2 separate regions of the Mus musculus genome follow, and region 2 is linked to region 1. A link is a contact called in public promoter capture Hi-C data. All regions are on one chromosome and are shown on one strand. Each heading gives the region's core, a stretch centred on a gene start, on an enhancer-like site or on the middle of the called end of the contact. The rest is flanking DNA. Distances are from core to core; before and after follow the strand shown. Region 1 overlaps Cradd (CASP2 and RIPK1 domain containing adaptor with death domain). Region 2 has its middle 15 kb from the start of Gm33230.

Region 1 (2,892 bases), core at 257-2,756:
GGAATGACACAGTCTTCTTGGGTAACAATGGCGCCATAATGCAATGGTTTTCCACTTGCAAGGTTTTTCAATTATTTATTTAGAGTGTGCGCAGGAACACGCATGCCTTCATATATGCATGCCACAGCACACATGTGCTGATCATGAGGGCTGCTGAAATGCACATTCCAAAAGAGCTGGCCTGTGGCTTCAGATCCATTCTCCTGCCTCACCTCCCATCTCACCTCAGGGGTGATGGGGTCACAGATCACCATGTCTTGTGCAGCTTTTTTACCCACCCTACCATCTACCTGACCCTGAATTTGATTTGGACAGTACCCAAGTGTGTATGTATGAAACGGAACTGTTCATAATCATAGAGTCTTAAAAGGCAGAGGTATTCTATATCCTATCCAGGGCATGCACACTATCTTCATAACACTAACAGATACACTATACTCTCGTCTCAAATCTCCAAAACTGTAAGGAGGTCTTTCCTACTTCACTTTAAGCTACTGGCCATGCCATGCCAAATTCTTCCTACTTCAAAAGATAAAACACAAACAGGGTTTAAAGCCCCCCCCACCCCAGATAGGCATCAGCCTAACCAGTTTATATGCACTGAAGTTACCAAGCCAAGGTGAGCTATCTTCTAAGATGCTGGGAGAACCGACAGCTGCGCAGAAAGATGGGAGACTCTGAGGAGCCAGACAGAAGGCAACCAAATCACTCTGGATCTTGAAAAATGGAAGAGTGGGAGTCCCTAAATGACAGACCACTGGGTTTGCTATGGTAAGGAACAGACTATCCCTAGCAGAGTTTATGAACGGATGTGATGTGTCATCCAGAGGTCACCATTGCCCACACTGCTGCTCTCAGGAGGTGACACTGACTTGTTCTTCCTCCTTCCTCTGAATATAAGCACAAGGAATGCTGACACAGAAGATTCACAGGCATGTGGGAGCCAATAAATACCAGGAAATGCCAAACAATCCAGGCCAGAAACGTATTTCCTTTTTAGACAAGAGTTGCTATTTTGATGGTCCAGAGGGATGACATAACCACAATATTATTGCAGCAAAACCTGTTTAAAATCAATACTCCGCAAAAGAAGCTAAATCAAACATGAATCTGCCTTACTGAGCCCAGATGAATTCCCTTGCTCGCAATCCCCTATGAAATCCTCCAACAATAGGATCGCCATTTAAATAGCTAGGAAGGAACAGAGGAGGGCAGGAGCACAGGTTGGGAGAATCGAAGTTGGCACACCTTGTGAACGCATAGGCTGTCTCCTACGCATCTCTTCCGTCACTTACAGCTTTACAGAGCAGCTCCCTGACACCAAGTCTGGTTTGCCAGGGATCACTATCAAAATTCTTGGCTCCAAACAGTCTCAAGTGGACCTATAAGAAGAAATCCAGATGGTCCGTTTCCAGTGCTGCAGATTACGCTCAGGGCTCTGCCCAGTGTAGGAGAGCACTGAGCAAGTGAGCCAGCCGGCAGCTACGTACGTTTCTTAGGATCATGGTATTCCATTTCCTTGTTTCAGCTATGACTCCACGCTGTGGCTCTTCAATGCCATCTATTGGGTTTATCTTGGTTTATGTGCCTGACACTATAGTAATTTAAACGGAAACATGCAATCTGTTTCAAAGCTTGGTGCTAGTAGGCATAAGAGTTGGGATGCTTACTCAAAAGAGGCAGTCATTCATTTCCTTCAGTGGTGTAGCCCCGGTATGTTGCCTAGGCTCCAATAAATAACTCCTATCCAATGCCAACATAAGCAACTCTAATAAAATCCAGTGAGTCCAAAAAATAAAAGGAAAGTAGGAGAGGGTTAATTGGGGAGATGGGGTCAGCAAGAGAGGGGAAGGGGGTTCTAAGGAACCAACATGATCACAATACATTGTATACAGACGCATACAAATGCATATATTGTAAATACGCCATACATGTATGAAACTGTCCCCTGCCAAGAGCCAGACACTAAAACAGGTCAGACCCGAATATGAATGTTGTCCTCTCATTTACAAACTTCAGGCTTGTTATGAAATCTCCCGTGGCCTGGTATTCTCTCTGTAAAACGGGGTTGATAACAGTAATCTCTACCATGCACAGCTGTCACGGGTACTAGAAAAAAATAATTAAATCCTCTTTTATTGTGTCCAGCCCTGAATAGAAAGTCAATAGATTGTAATAACTGTTATTATCATTACCTATCACATACACTGGGTTCACTCTCAATCACTGTTATATGTTAACGTTATTCCACCTGCCTTGAGCCATGAGCCTGGTTAGTCTCCACCTCCCCTCACTCTGGACTCAGTCATAAAGGTGCTCTTCTGGTGGGTTCCATAGTCTCTAGACACAGTTAGGTCTGGCCTTAAGCTCTGTGGCTATTTGGCTGCTGGTTTACATCACTCTTCTGATTCTTGCCTCATTATTTGTTTCCCCCTTTAGTCTAACGTGTGTTCTCCTGGGATCCAAGTCCAACAAGAGTTTCTTGCTCTTAAAACAGCTCCCTCTCCCCACCCCCACCCCCACCCCCACCCCTCTTTTTTTCTATCTAAAATACTGTGATTTTTGCTGTATGGACTTGCCCTTTTTTATTTTCCTCCTTTGAAAGTATGTGAACATTGAAAATATCCCTCTTTCTCTGAAGCACACATTCCTGAAATCACTGTTAATAAAGTTGATTATACCCAACTTTCTTCTTTTGCAGTCATAACCAGGACCATGCTTACAATCAGTCACCCAAGGATTTAGTCAATAAACAGCTCTCTGAGTTGGTCAGAAACACATTAATAGAACAGTTGTGTCCAGACTGTGGCTTAGGAAGATGGCATGGCAAGAAACATTTTGTTTCTATGAACTAAATAAAACAATCCATCAGACACTGAAAGAACTCGGAGT
Region 2 (3,243 bases), core at 371-2,870, 170 kb after region 1:
GCTATGGGGGAGGGGGCAGTGCTACTAGGATTGCCGATAATGCAATTTAATAGCAGCTTGAATCCCAAGTTCTAAAACTTGACTCATCCATTGGAACCTGGTTTCATCTGTAATGTTTCTACCTAGAAAACTCAAGTGAGGAGCTAAATGGACCGTTTGGTGCAGGTGGAACGCTTTGAGCCACTAAACTCACAAGCAAGCCAAATATCCCTTTGGGGGCAAGATCTAGATATAGTGTATAGCCACCCTCAGGCAAAGCTAATCCCCTTGCTGGATCACCTTTCAGTGGCAGGAAATTAATTTTGTGGTTCCTAGAACCGGGCTCCCATCTGGTGTCGGGAGGCTGGTACAAAGAAAGGCAGGGGGAGGAGAAACTTTTGCTATGGTTGTGTTTAGTCAGTGTTTCTGAAGTGAATTAATTGGTGACAACACTCTTACACATGAAACAAACCCCTTCCCAATCCCACCCTAGAGTTTCTCAAAGCAGCTAGTTTTCCAGAGCCACATGCCACAGCCGTTGATGTCCCTGGAGACTGGGATGAGTTTGTCACGGCTGGCTTCTTGCTAGTTTCTAAAGGCCCTGGCAGAGAATTGCACACTCCAGAGACCTCTGTTTGGGACTTGAAATTTAACTTTAAAGACACTTAATTAGCAACTTAACACAAGCTGATTTGCTCTCGGTAACAAATGTGTCATTTAAATATTAACTGTTTTCAAGAAAGCCTGGTAAAGGCTGGAGATGTGAAAGATAATAACTTATTTATGTCTGAAATATTGCTAGGACTACCCGCCTTTGAAAACCTTCTAACATGTCCCATGTGAGTACCCCGTCACCAAAAAAGTTCCAGGGGCAGGGATTTACTCCGTGTGTTTGTGCCCATAAACACACAGAACATTCATAAGCCCAGAGGCTTTAATACACTGTTGTTTGTGAGGGCAGAGACAACCTAACCGTCCACTGATGGGGACCAAGCCTGTCAACAAGTGTGTTCATGGGCTGGAATATGTAAAGAGCTGGGATCTGAGTAAGGACATGAAAAGCTATCCAGACCCCAAACAGCAAACCTGAGAAGCAAATTAAAGAGCAGAATGTATGTACGCATGATACTGCTTGTGTGTGCTTTTTAAAAAGTGATTAAAATTAGATGCTTCTATGACATTAGAACATTCTGAAATAGTTTTTTACAAATAGATAAGAGGTCCTAGGGGATGGAGTGGGGAAGGAGGTAGGCAGTCCCGTCCCTCCGTCATAGTGACTTGCTGAACTAGCTAGATATTTTTTTTAACCCCGAGTAGGTTGCTGTCAGAATAACTGAGAAACTAGCTAATAGAAGATTATATTTACTTTGGATTAACAGAAACAAGAGAGGTGCTTTGTTTGCAGACAGTGGCAGCCAGGTTCCCAACTCTGTTTGTAGGAGGTAAACGGTGGGGGCAGAGGGGTGGGTGTAGAAGAAGGTGTTAACCCATTCACTGTAGAGGAAAGCGGCGCCGTGCGCTCAGCGCAATGCGCATTTGGTGACATCTCCTCTGTAGCTGTGGCCTGACATAAGGACCCCACCCCACCCCCTGAGACCCGCAGGGCGCCTGGACGCCAGGAGGAGCTGCCACTCCCAGATGGCTGCAGAAAAAGAACGTCTTCTGCGTCAGCCGTCAGCCGGTGGCACCTCAGCCCTTCCCTCTGCTCAGCCAGGGCGAGCCCCAGACAGCGTAGCCCCCCCTCCTCCCCGCAGAAAGAATGGAGACCGGAGAGGAGATCTCTCTCTCTCTCTCTCTCTCTCTCTCTCTCTCTCTCTCTCTCTCTCTCTCTCTCTCTCTCTCTCACACACACACACACACACACAGCTTTCTCCCTGATTGATCCCTCTCCCTATCCAGTTCCTCGAAATAGCCAAAGCTGGCCCTAGTCCTCACCATGTTTGTAAATCAAGGTCGAATTGCTTCCAGGTTCTACTTGAGTTTTTGTGGGTGCTTTAACCAGACCAAGTTTTCGGTCCTAAGGCCTCATTAACCTACTAATTAAATGGCAAGTCTTTCAGAAGATCTGTAGCTTTTTTTTTTTTTTTTAAAGTTCTTCCAAATCTAAAATATTTACTCCTGGGCTCCCTAGCTGAAGTGTATCTCACGAAGCTGCTTTTTTGTTTTCAATAGTCATTTTGTTCCAAGAGGCTTCAGTGTACTGCCAACAAGTAAAGACTTGCTATCCACCCGCTGGCCTTAGAGAGAAGCCAGGGAGTTTAAAGAAAAAGTAATGCGTGTATCACCAGGTTCCCTCTGTCTGTCTCTGTCTGTCTGTCTGTCTGTCTGTCTGTCTGTCTCTCTCTCTCTCTACCTCTCTCTCTGTTTCATTCCTTTATAATAGCGTCTTAACTCGCATCCAAGATACTTAGGACATAAATGAAGAAAAAGACTGTGATTTGCTCGCCTGAACTGGGAGGCTAACTTTCAACAACAGTCTGTTTCTCCCAACCCGGCTCTTCTTGAAAAAAAACAAAACAAAACAACAACAACAAAAAACAGAATAGAACAGCAAACAGCAATCAGACCTTCAAGACTAACCTGAGTCCTCCCTCTCAGCCAGACTAAGAAATGTTATTAGAAACTTGAGGAAAAGGTACCCCGTTTTTCCTAAGTTGTGGGACTAATCTGGTGTCAGTAGCTAAAGCTGTTATTTTCCTTATTGGAAGAAGTCCAGATACTCAGTTATTTTTGAAGAAAGGCCGTCTAAACAATCCAGGCCGTTGTCCGCCTCTCGGCTTTGGCACTCCCAGGACATGCTGGGAACAGCCCTCGAGACTGAAGTTCCTTTATGTTTTCAGCCACTTGAGAAAAAGTTCTGCCACAAAGTTCTAATGACATGAAGTCCTACAAATCAGCTTGGAAACGTCTAAATGTGTTTTTCCTAGAAAAAAGTGCCAGACATCGATTTTATCTGGCAACCATCAAAATATATCAGACCGCAAAACTATACATTCCTGGACCTCACATGAAGCACGGTGAGGGACCTCAGTGAGCCAATCCCAGAGCTCAGCTACAGTGGCATCTGCAGTTCACAGCCCAGGCAGCCGAGCTGACACTAACCTCTGCTGAGACCCAGGCTCACGACAGCAAAAGAAAACCAAACCAAAGTTTAAAAAAATAAAATAAAATAAAAAAATTTTAAAAGCATAAAAAGCAATGAGCGGGACATTTCTAATCCATCTTTTCTACTTCCAGCTTGAGGTACCATTAAATGCATTCTTT

The links. Capture Hi-C pulls out chosen DNA fragments and counts their contacts.
Region 2: a promoter capture Hi-C map of adipose tissue shows a contact between it and region 1. The contact joins two enhancer-like sites. A contact is called at or near these places in 1 of 484 Hi-C or Micro-C datasets (the HL-1 cell line), 8 of 115 datasets of contacts at active chromatin or transcription factors (bone marrow-derived macrophages, cardiomyocytes, embryonic basal ganglia and 3 more) and 2 of 9 other capture datasets (adipose tissue and liver).

What each region holds. Positions count from the first base shown.
Region 1 is chr10:95,231,840-95,234,731 of GRCm38.p6, forward strand. The region is part of intron 2 of Cradd (CASP2 and RIPK1 domain containing adaptor with death domain); the gene reads right to left. Among named protein-coding and RNA genes, the nearest start is that of Gm29684, 87 kb to the left of the region's middle. Within about 2 kb of position 1,507, at least 37 of the 459 cell types and tissues checked have an H3K27ac peak or open chromatin away from gene starts, as enhancers often do. A contact at or near this core is called in adipose tissue and heart atrium, where this site is marked.
Region 2 is chr10:95,397,126-95,400,368 of GRCm38.p6, forward strand. It overlaps a transcript of Socs2 not described here. Among named protein-coding and RNA genes, the nearest start is that of Gm33230, 15 kb to the right of the region's middle. Within about 2 kb of position 1,621, at least 66 of the 459 cell types and tissues checked have an H3K27ac peak or open chromatin away from gene starts, as enhancers often do. A contact at or near this core is called in adipose tissue and heart atrium, where this site is marked.